2 separate regions of the Triticum aestivum genome follow, and region 1 is linked to region 2. The links are chromatin contacts, called in public Hi-C maps. All regions are on one chromosome and are shown on one strand. The core of a region is the stretch at or near the end of the contact, and the rest is flanking DNA. Distances in the headings are between cores, read along the strand shown. Region 1 holds the start of LOC123143725 (probable protein phosphatase 2C 55). Region 2 holds the start of LOC123143724 (cycloartenol synthase).

What was found. Hi-C and Micro-C count contacts between places; a contact is called where the count stands out from the background.
Region 1: a Hi-C map of leaf shows a contact between it and region 2, with 6 times the contacts expected there. The contact joins the promoter of LOC123143725 here to the promoter of LOC123143724 in region 2. A contact is called at or near these places in 2 of 5 Hi-C or Micro-C datasets (both in leaf) and 1 of 1 datasets of contacts at active chromatin or transcription factors (leaf).

The regions. Positions count from the first base shown.
Region 1 is chr6D:84,423,054-84,428,177 of IWGSC CS RefSeq v2.1, forward strand. LOC123143725 (probable protein phosphatase 2C 55) reads right to left here and starts at 2,052. Exons shown (of 4, transcript XM_044562688.1): 1 at 1,511-2,052; 2 at 423-744; 3 at 71-220. The coding sequence starts at 1,902.
Region 2 is chr6D:84,055,739-84,061,119 of IWGSC CS RefSeq v2.1, forward strand. It overlaps LOC123143724 (cycloartenol synthase), which reads right to left and starts at 3,233. Exons shown (of 18, transcript XM_044562687.1): 1 at 2,715-3,233; 2 at 1,352-1,537; 3 at 1,178-1,267; 4 at 911-1,105; 5 at 725-809; 6 at 472-638. The coding sequence starts at 2,915.

The DNA.
Region 1 (5,124 bases), core at 802-3,301, 370 kb after region 2:
CAACCAAATTGTGTCCATATACACTGGTTACTACAAAAAGAAAAGCGTTATCAGCAGTATATGAACATACCTGTGCAGCATTAGGCAAGTCACTCGAGTTGCCACTCTGAAGTTGGTAGGAGAAATTGAAATCATGTTGTTGTACAGGTGACCTACACAATGTGCAGCCATCTCGGATGACTATAAAGCCACTGTCACCAAGATTAATTGCTTGTATTCCCTGAAATAATGTACAACCAAATCTGAAATCGTGATAAACTATCTACAAACTGAACAAGTTAAACACTCAGGTCAGTTTTGTGGCATTATATCATCAACAAAGAATGGTGGTCAACTTTTAGCTTCTCTTACTGTTGCCAAAGCCATAGACAAGGAAACATGTAATCATGTCACAGCAAAAATGAACAAAATCAGTAACCAACCTGATTTGTTATAGCAATGATACATGCGGTCGATGAACCCGGCACTGTTGTGCTACTATGGGCCTTCTCTAGTACCCTTGTAAGATCAATTGAATCTTTTGGCTCTTCTTCTATTGCGGTTACTGCATTAGACATAATATCTCTAGCATATTGACCTGCATCAATACCGTAGCTTGCCCAACCACCAACGCCATCAGCTATGCCTATAGCCTGTTCATCCCAAATAAAATGTGCATCCTCACCACCAGTTTCTTCCTTATCCGGATGTGGTAGATAACATACCCCTGAAACAAGCTTCAAGGACCTATCTCCTAACATAGTCCTGAAATAGTGATCAATGTTTTAGAATAATCTAAGCAGATATATACAGTCATAAAAATCATCACAATGCATATGAGAAGCGCCATGATGCCATGCTTAAGCACAACACCCGAGCAGGGCACATGACTCTATGTCAAGACTCATGACATAGGTGGTCGAGGGAAGCAACCTCTATCTCCAGGAGTTAAATATCTAAATTTCCTAATTTGATTGAACTGTGATACCCATCCCTTAATTGCAACTGTATCCTGCTTTTGCAATCTGTGCACCCTTGGTGGCCCACTTGGGGCTGTAAATTACATTACATACCCCACGTGACAGCAATTATTCTGATTTTCTTTCTTTTGAGGAGAGTTTATTCACTAGCAGACTTTTTTCTCTCACCAATCTCTACCAACTTATCATATTTCCATATGGCCCATTAAAAACCTATGAGCATGGATTCCCAATGACTATTAGATATGTAGATGAACAAGACCTCCAATCCATGCACCAGTGCCAAATCTTATCAGAAGAGTGTAACAACTGTTGAGTTTTGACATAATTAGTATTCTTAGAACAACGGGAATCATAATGCACACAATGAGAAGACAATGTTCACGAACTGGGCATCTGCTAAAACCCCAACAGTGAGAACCTCATTTGAGCTAATTTGATGAAACTGAAAATGTACTCACTAAGCTAAGATACGCCGATTGCGAAATTAAACAGGTAGATACACAAGAGGAAACATACTTAAACAGGTAGATACACAAGAGGAAACATACTTATCTGAGGTGCCTACGGACTTCTCAGGCTGCGAGACATCCGCCTCGCGGGCGGCCGGGCTGAAGGACACCTCTTCCGGAGCAGCACCGGTCGCGAAGGAGCGCCCGCCGCCGACGAGGAGCTGCTCCACCAGCAGGCCCGGCCTGGGCACGCTGCTCGCGGCGCACCGGAACCACCAGGACCCGCCGCTGCCGCCCGCCGCGGGCCCTCCCCAGATCCCCAGGAACCCGGCCGCCTCGCTCCCCTGCAATCCGCGCGCGGGAGACAGCAGGGCCCCGCCCAGGCCCGGCAGCGCGGCGGAGGACGCGGCCCTCGGCGCGCCAGCGCCGGCGCCGGCGGCTCCCCGGAGCAGCCACGCGGCCGCGCGCCGAAGCGCGATCGCCGGGGACATCCTGCCGCGGCGCCCCTGCTGCGCCCAAGACGCTGCCGGAGAGACGCTCCGGCGAAGGTGGTGGAAACCCTAGGGTGCGGGAGAGGGAGGAACAAGGATGAGATGCCGTGCCGGGGCAGAAGGATGCAACAGTTTTTCAACGCGGTTTTTTTTTCGCACTTGCTATCGGAAGGAGCGCTCATTCTGGAAAGAATATAAGTACCACGCAAAACCTTTTTTGAAAAGAATAATACGAAATCTTATAGCAACTCCAATGGGGCGACCCATTTTATCCGTTTAGGTTATTCGGACACAAAACTTGGCCCAACAGGGCCATCCAAACGGACGCCCGTATCCGCGTGCTGTCCATCCCTAACCCAAACTTAGCCCAAATCTGGAAAGAAATGGGTACGAAGCGGACAGAAGCTGCTCTGCTCGACCGTTGTCGTCCGCTCGTGTCCGCCCTTGGTCCCACCTAGCAGTGAGCGCGCACGAGCTGGCGTCCCCACCCAGTCCTCCTTCCCCGCCTTCTCCACCGTCCTGCTCACAAGCGCAGGCCACCGCCATCCCCACCCAGTCCTCCTTCTCGCCTCCTCCGCCGTCCTCGAGGCCCGCCGCTGCGCTCAGTGGCGCAAGCTGCATCCCACGCTGTGGTCCAGGACGACGGGGAGATCTCCGCTGCGGCCTCCCGTTCCGAGCCGAGCCGACGGGGCCGGGGAACTGCACGCGAGCGGCGTGGTGCCGGGAAGAGCCGGGGGACTGCAGATCTCGTCATCGGCGGCGCATGGTGGGACGAGCAGCCTGGGCTTCGCCCGCGAGTCGTGCGGGAGCTGCAGAGCTTCGCGCTGCAGCAGATCCAGGAGGCGCTGCTCTGCGATGACCTGCAGGGCGTCCTGGTGTGCGCCCACGGCGTGAAGCAGGACAGGGGAGGGGGAAGCAGGGGCGGAGCGGCAAGGCGGGCCGAGCGGCGAATGGCAGGAGTGCGTGTCGGCGCGGCAGAAGCCGGACGGGGCCAGAAGCGGGCGCAGCAGTGCGAGGGGGAGCGGCAGGGCCCGACGGCGCGAGGGGTAGCAAAATGGCACGGCGGCGGGAGAAGGTGCCGGCCGACACGAAGGAGGCGGGGTGCCTGGTGTAGCCGTTGTCCGCTTTTGCGTTTTGGCATTGGATGCTCGCCGTGTCCGCCCCATGTCCGCCAAGCGGACATGAGACTCAAACGGACAAAAAACGGATAAAATCCGTGTCCATTTGGGTCCCTGCGTTGGAGTTGCTCTTATGCGGTCTATAGAATTGATCAGTGTTTGCGGCTGTTTCTAGTATAAAGCTGGATCATTTTCCTGCAAAACTTGTTTGTCTGGCTTTTTATAGTTTACCAGGCTTGCCGCTTGGTATTGTCCTGTAAAAAGTTGGACGTCAATATTTAGCGCTCGTCAAATCATGAAGATGGTTGAAACAAACAATTCATTCGATCAGAAAGGATCCTTTCAGCCAATGATTTCATTCGGTGGAGCAGAGCACCCAGCGTGACCCCGATGGCTCGACATGCCATTTGACGAGTCTCCCTCGCTTTATTCTTTATTGACAAACAAAAGGCTTAGTTAACTGGTTTTTGTAACACAAATTGCCATTGACAAAAAAATACAAAAAAGGCAGAGAAGCATATTTTTACATTTGTCATGCTCTAATTTATAAAAAAATCATGCTATACTTTACAAAAATGGCATCCTTTGTTTTTTAAACAAAAAAGTTGTAGAACAACGAAAATTTTCAATGGTCTATACATAATAAAAATGCCATTGTCAAAATAATTAAATTTGCATCAATAAAATTACCGTGGTCTAATTAAAAAAAATTCATGGTCAAACTAAAAAAGACTGCCATGGTCTAAATAATGAAATTACCATGCTACCTAGAAAAACAACCATGGTCTCAATAATTAAATTGCCATGGTACCTACAATATAGAAATGGCATGGTGTGATTAATAAAATGTTCATGGTCTAATTGAAAAACTTGTCATGGTCTAAATAATGAAATAGCCATGCTAACTACAAAAAAATACCATGCTATAATTAATAAAATTACGATGGTCTAAATAATATAATTGCCAAGCTACCTATGATAAAATTACAAATGGCAAGTTTAGAACATTTTATCCTCTAAAAGAACATGACAACTTTTGGGAATTGTTATGGGCACATGGCAAAAATTATAAGATTGCACATGACAAGTTTAGAAAAATTGTTCTCTAGAAACATGGCAGATTTTGGGATTTGTAATGGGCACGTGGCAAAAAATAGGAATTTTTATTCTTTCAAAGATGAAGAAAATTTGGAATTTCAGGAAAAATCACACAAAATTTTCAAATGAAAAATCAAAATCACAAATATTTTAGCTTCAAAACATATAGCAAGTTTAATCGTACGTGCTCAAAATCCACTTCAAGTGTCAGCTGGTCTGTACTTCCTTTAGAGTGTCATGAGTTCGAGCCACCCCCACGCACCTTTGGTAGATTTTTTTATAAACTTGAATGAGTGGGTGAGGCTGAAAGAAGAGGATCGGGGAGTATAAAGGAAGGGACGTTCGCGCTAGCAGTTGGTTAAGCGAACGATCCGAAAAACTGATGTGGCATCAGTCTTGCATCGTGATTCATGCCAGGAGATCGAAACGGCAACCAACGCGTTCTCTGGGAGGGACGAAAAAAGTGACATCAAGTAAATAACATTTCCCCAAAAAAGTTGGGCATGTAAAGACCAACGAGCAAGATTTATGAGTCCTTGAGCAATATGATACAATATATTTCAGCGTAGTTTACTAAGAAATGGTTTATTTTCTAAGTCTACTAGGGTAGTTTAGTTTCAGATTTTTGAATAGTTCTTTGTAAGATATTAATATACAATTGAATTTCTCGCACGACGGGCTCTTCACGACATGAATAAAAGCCGTAGATGTCATGTAAATGAATCCCAACTATGAGTTACAATGACTTTCCCCAGAAGATGATCATATGTCACATGTGTCATAGACTCGCTCTTTACTAATTTGGCCACACTTATTTGGAAAGTAGATTCATCTTGTCGGCGGCTAAGGATCTTGTTTATTGTGTTTGTCTCCAACTAACCAGATATATGTGGGAGAACGCCGCGTCCGGGAAGCCAGTTTGCGATAGTGCCGAGAGGGCTGTCACACTGACTGCCATGCTCAATGCAAAGAGCGCAACAAAAGATCATGGAAGAAGATGATGTTG
Region 2 (5,381 bases), core at 1,983-4,482:
ACATGGAAGATGCACCGCAATCAGTCTTTCTCCTGCACCAGGCAGTGTACGATAGCAACTTACAAGCATGAAAATCTGGGAATACAAGGCAATCCCCATCAAACTTGTAGGCTGCTTATATCAAAGCCTCCGAACCAAGGACTAGTAAACTATTCAGTGGTACAACGAATATTTCTGAAACTGTATTTCACATTCATGGCCCATACTGCTATTCAAATCGAAATGGCTATGTCAACTCATTATGTTGGCAATGGGACTTCTTAAAGACCCTGTACTTTGGCAATGAGGTTCCTTAAAGACTTTGTACCTTGGCTATGGGTCATCTTAAAGACTCTTTCCTAGAGTGAGGACCACATTGGCACAAGTAGATCTACTTAGGATTTTTTCCATTAACTCTGGCTCATCATGGCCCATAAGAAATTTGGCTCGCACACATCAACATCACTAAGAAAGATTGAGATAAGCAAAAACCTTAGCACAGAGATTGCGAGCACTGTCCCAATCAACCTCGCTGTAGGGGACTTTGAAGAGTTCATTTCTTAGTTCCAATATAATTGGTGTAATTCGGCCGACAAACCTCTTTCCATAAACGTAGCACATGGGTAGATACACCATTCTGCAGTGACACCACATTCGACCTGCACGATAGCGTCAGGCATATCAGCAAGACATAACCAACATGGAAGATCAAAGCAATTAATGCTGACATAGTGCAAAAAAGAACCTGGGTGGACTGGCAGGCAATACGGCAACATCCATGTTTCCGGTGGCAGTGGATTGTTACCAGACCAATCAAATACACCAAGTACCTTAAATAAGTCAGGGAATTAGGAGGAATTCCTTAGGCCATAGTCAGACTGTGCAAAATGGAAGCAGCCTTCATAGAGAGGAAAAAATGTTAATTCCATACCGCGAGCCAAAACTTTCCCCATGATGTTATATAAGTTGCTCCCCCATGGTCTAAAATCCAGTTTCGACCTTTCTCCATAGCTCCATCTCCACTATCTGGTCCCTCACCAAGCAATCTCAAAGAAACATAGGTCAAGGCTGAGCCAAACATGGTGCTTGGACCCTCAATGTGTAATCCCCAACCTCCATCTTCATTCTACACACAATCGCCAAAAAATTATTTACTTTATCCACTGTGAGATGGCACAGTTGGCAAATAGATCCTTGCCTGATGATTATAGAGATATCGACGGATCTCCTTTTGATGTTCTGATGATAAAACAGTGTTCAGTGCTCCAGTAACATGTAGCATTATAAGCTGAATAGAAGATAAAATGCAGTGAGTAAGTTTCCATATGACATAAACAAGTTTTTAAATGAAATGTCAAACCAGGGGAAGTACCAATCCTGGCATAAGGAACATAGGACCCCCATAATCCCCAGGCCAGTGTCCATCGTGTGCCTGGAGAGTAGAAAAAGTGCTGAGCGCCCTTCTCAAAGTGGTCGACACAGCTTCCTCCGTGACATCTTCATTCTCCCCCAGCTTGATAGCAGGAAGATCCAACTTAAGTGGATTTTCTTTTGCAAGCTGCAGTACATACAAGAGAACAAACGCTTTAGAAGCTACGGAGATATTCCAAAGCAAAAAAACACCCTAGTTTTAGTAGCACAAAGAATCCACAGGCAAGTTGAACTGAAGTGGTAGAACAAAAAGGAAAAGACTCAGGAAAATATCACTACTCCAGCATCAAGAATTGGTCTGCCCTCTTGCTAAATACTGTTAGAGCACTATGAATTGTGCTTCTGGTCTTAACTCTTAACCCAGTCCCGAAAAGTATTGACCATCTCTGTGGTAATTGGGTTAAAAACCTTTTAACCTGAAGGTAAGGGAAATGACTCTAGTGGAGATAACAGCAAGTCAGCAATACAGTGCCCTTCCTTTAACGCACGCAACAAAAGCATGTTCTCAATCAACATCATAGACCTTCTGACCCCAAATGCTGTTATAAATATCGATAGCTACGGTTCAGCTGAACATTGCATTGCATTGCTTAAATCAAGTCTGCTACAGGATACACTCTCCTCGCTTGCTCTGCTCTTTGGTTGCTTGATAAAAACACAGGTGTAATACACCTGGAAATTCCGTGGTTTATATGAACGGAAAGAAAGAACTGCAGGCGTCATGCGTCCCGTTCAGAGAACAAAATGCCCAGCGTCAGCCAGCACACTTGCCGATCGCGTGCACTGTGTGCTTCCGGTGGGCATTAAAAGCTGAAGTAGGAGCAGTTGGCAACGGGAAAGCGGGGCCGTGCCCGTGCCCATCCAGAGCGTGGCGCTTGCGTCTCAGATATTCATAGTATATACGTATGCAAGATCGGATCCCAGCATACTCGCTGCGCATTAAAACCTTTGCCAAGTGGTGTAGGAGAGACTAGACAGTCTGATGCTGCAATCTTCCTTTGCTTAGAAAGGTTGCGGCATACTGTAGTCTCGCTGCGCATTAAAATCGTTTTGAAATGTAAGGTGGCTCGCTGGCAGCTACCTTCTGGCGCGGCTGCCGGCTCGTACCAGTACGCGGCGACTAGTCGTTGGATGTGGCAGGCGGCATCATCCAGGTGACAAAAAATGTAGCTACGGTAGGGGGAAAAAACTGTGGGGCTTCGCCATCGCGGAGCCACCCGGAATTCGAAATCGTGGCATGCAGGGCAGGGCAGCGGCGACCGAGGGGGAGGGGCGGGAGGGGGGCATTCGGTTCGTGGGGTTACCTGGATGCGCATGGGGAGGTCGGCGCTGTGCTTGAGCTGGTGGCGGCGCGCGGCGAACTCCCGGCGCGCGGCGTCGACGGCGGCGAGGGCGTCGGGGTCGTCGGCGGCGGCGTCGAACTCCCAGACCTGGCGGCCGACGTGCGCGTTCTTGGTGCGCAGCCACGGGTCGGCCCCGCCCTCCGCGATCTTCAGCCGCCACATCCCTCCGGCCCCGGCGAGCCTCCCCGGCGACCAACCGAACAGTACTGCACGACCACCGCCGGCACTGGCAGCAGGAGGAGCAGAGGACGAGGGCGGAGCAGGACAAATGGGCAATGGCGAGATCTGCCGGCCCGATCCGGCGAAGAATTAGATAATGGGGGTTTCGGATCGCGCGGGGCGGGGCTGGAGCGGGGTTTGGACGGGAGCGCGCGCGCGGTGCGGCGACGTGGCGTGGGACGTCTCTCGCCCCCTCGACTCTATCTCTCTCGGCAGTGGCTTTTTGGCTCAACGCCTGCAGGCTCTCTGACCCGCTCGTGGAGGGGAGAGGGGAGGGGGGTTGGGGTTTTGTGGGGGCAGGTGGTGGGGCGTGATAGGTGTCAGCGTTCTAATAGTACCGTGATGCCGTCCGATCTGTTCCCCGTCGACGACGTCCAACCAGCACCACTAGTTCGTTCTCTCCATTTTCTTTTGTGCGGGAACACGTCACTGCCCATCCTCTGGTTACTTAACCAAAACCACTCCATCGGTCGGACGGCGAGTTAAAATCCAGGTAACCACCACATTCGCGATGCGGTTAGCATAAAACTACGTACTACTCCTACCACTTTAGAGATCGTTGCACTTTGCGCCACGCCGAATTTTTTACGGTGGCAAAAAACACTACGCCGTTTTTTCAACATAATTTGACGTGTCCAAGCACTCGCATGGGTGGCGGCGCACCTAACGCTCGTCCGACCAACACTGTCGGAACCAGTTTCCCTAAAGGGAAACGGACGACCAACTCACTCTCTCGACCAGCTCACTCCCTCGCTCCCTCTCACGCCCCTCTTGATCTCTCTCCCATGTGCGCCGCCGACGCCGCTCACTCTCACCGTCAGCTCGCAATGTCGTTCTGAAAAGACGGGAAGGAGAGCTGTGAGAATGAATTGAGCTACACCGACATGGACATGAATCTGTGGGTAAGATTTTCCATTGGTTTGGGTTTGGGTTAGGGTTTGGATTTGTGCTGTTACCATCTTTGATTTAAGCTAAGTTGACCAAGCAGGAAAACCCTGAGACCACTATTGATGTTTCCTTCTGTGGATGAGTGGCTCATCCGGTCATGAATGCAAGCTTCATCACTTTAGGGCCTAGAAATGCGTTGCCTTTTATAGCATAGACATTGGGAAGAGATTTTATGGCTGCGTTAAGCACATAATGTGTTGTAGATGTTGAATTGCAAAGTAGACAACTGAAATCAGCCATATACTGAATCTTGTAGTTGCTGGCTTGCAAAGTTCTTAACTGAACTTAGCCATGTACTGAATGTTGTAGTTGATGACTTGCAATGTGCCTAACTAAATATACATATACTATATGTTGCATTTTCTCACTTGCAAAGTACTTAACTGTAGGGATGAACTGGGTAGGGTATGGGTGGATAAAACCTCCTTTTGCCCAAACCCATACCTGTTGGGAATCGTAGCATAATTTTAAAATTTTCCTACGCTCACCAAGATGCATCTATGGAGTATACTAGCAACGAGGGGAAAAGAGTGCATCTACATACCCTTGTAGATCACGAGCGGAAGCGTTCCAATGAACGTGGATGACGGAGTCGTACTCGCCGTGATCCAAATCACCGATGACCGAGTGCCGAACGGACGGCACCTCCGCGTTCAACACACGTACGGTGCAGCGACGTCTCCTCCTTCTTGATCCAGCAAGGGGGAAGGAGAGGTTAATGGAGATCCAGTAGCACGACGGCGTGGTGGTGGATGTAGCGGGTCTCGGCAGGGCTTCATCGAGCTTCTGCGAGAGGGAGAGGTGTAGCAGGGGAGGAGGGAGGCGCCCAAGGCTGAGATATTGCTGCCCTCCCTCCCCCCCATTTATATAGGCCCCCTGGGAGGGGGGGCGCTGGCCAAACCCCATCTAGGGTGGGGGGCGGCGGCCAAGGGGGTGCCTTGCCCCCCAAGGCAAGTGGGAAGCCCCCCCACCCTAGGGTTTCCAACCCTAGGCGCATGGGGGAGGCCCATGGAGGGCGCCCAGCCCACTAGGGGCTGGTTCCCTTCCCACTTCAGCCCATGGGGCCCTCCGGGATAGGTGGCCCCACCCGGTGGACCCCCGGGACCCTTCCTGTGGTCCCGGTACAATACCGGTAACCCCCGAAACTTTCCCGGTGGCCGAAACTTGACTTCCTATATATAATTCTTCACCTCCGGACCATTCCGGAACTCCTCGTGACGTCCGGGATCTCATTCGGGACTTCGAACAACTTTCGGGTTTCCGCATACACATATCTCTACAACCCTAGCGTCACCGAACCTTAAGTGTGTAGACCCTACGGGTTCGGGAGACATGCAGACATGACTGAGACGCCTCTCCGGTCAATAACCAACAGCGGGATCTGGATACCCATGTTGGCTCCCACATGTTCCACGATGATCTCATCGGATGAACCACGGTGTCGAGGATTCAATCAATCCC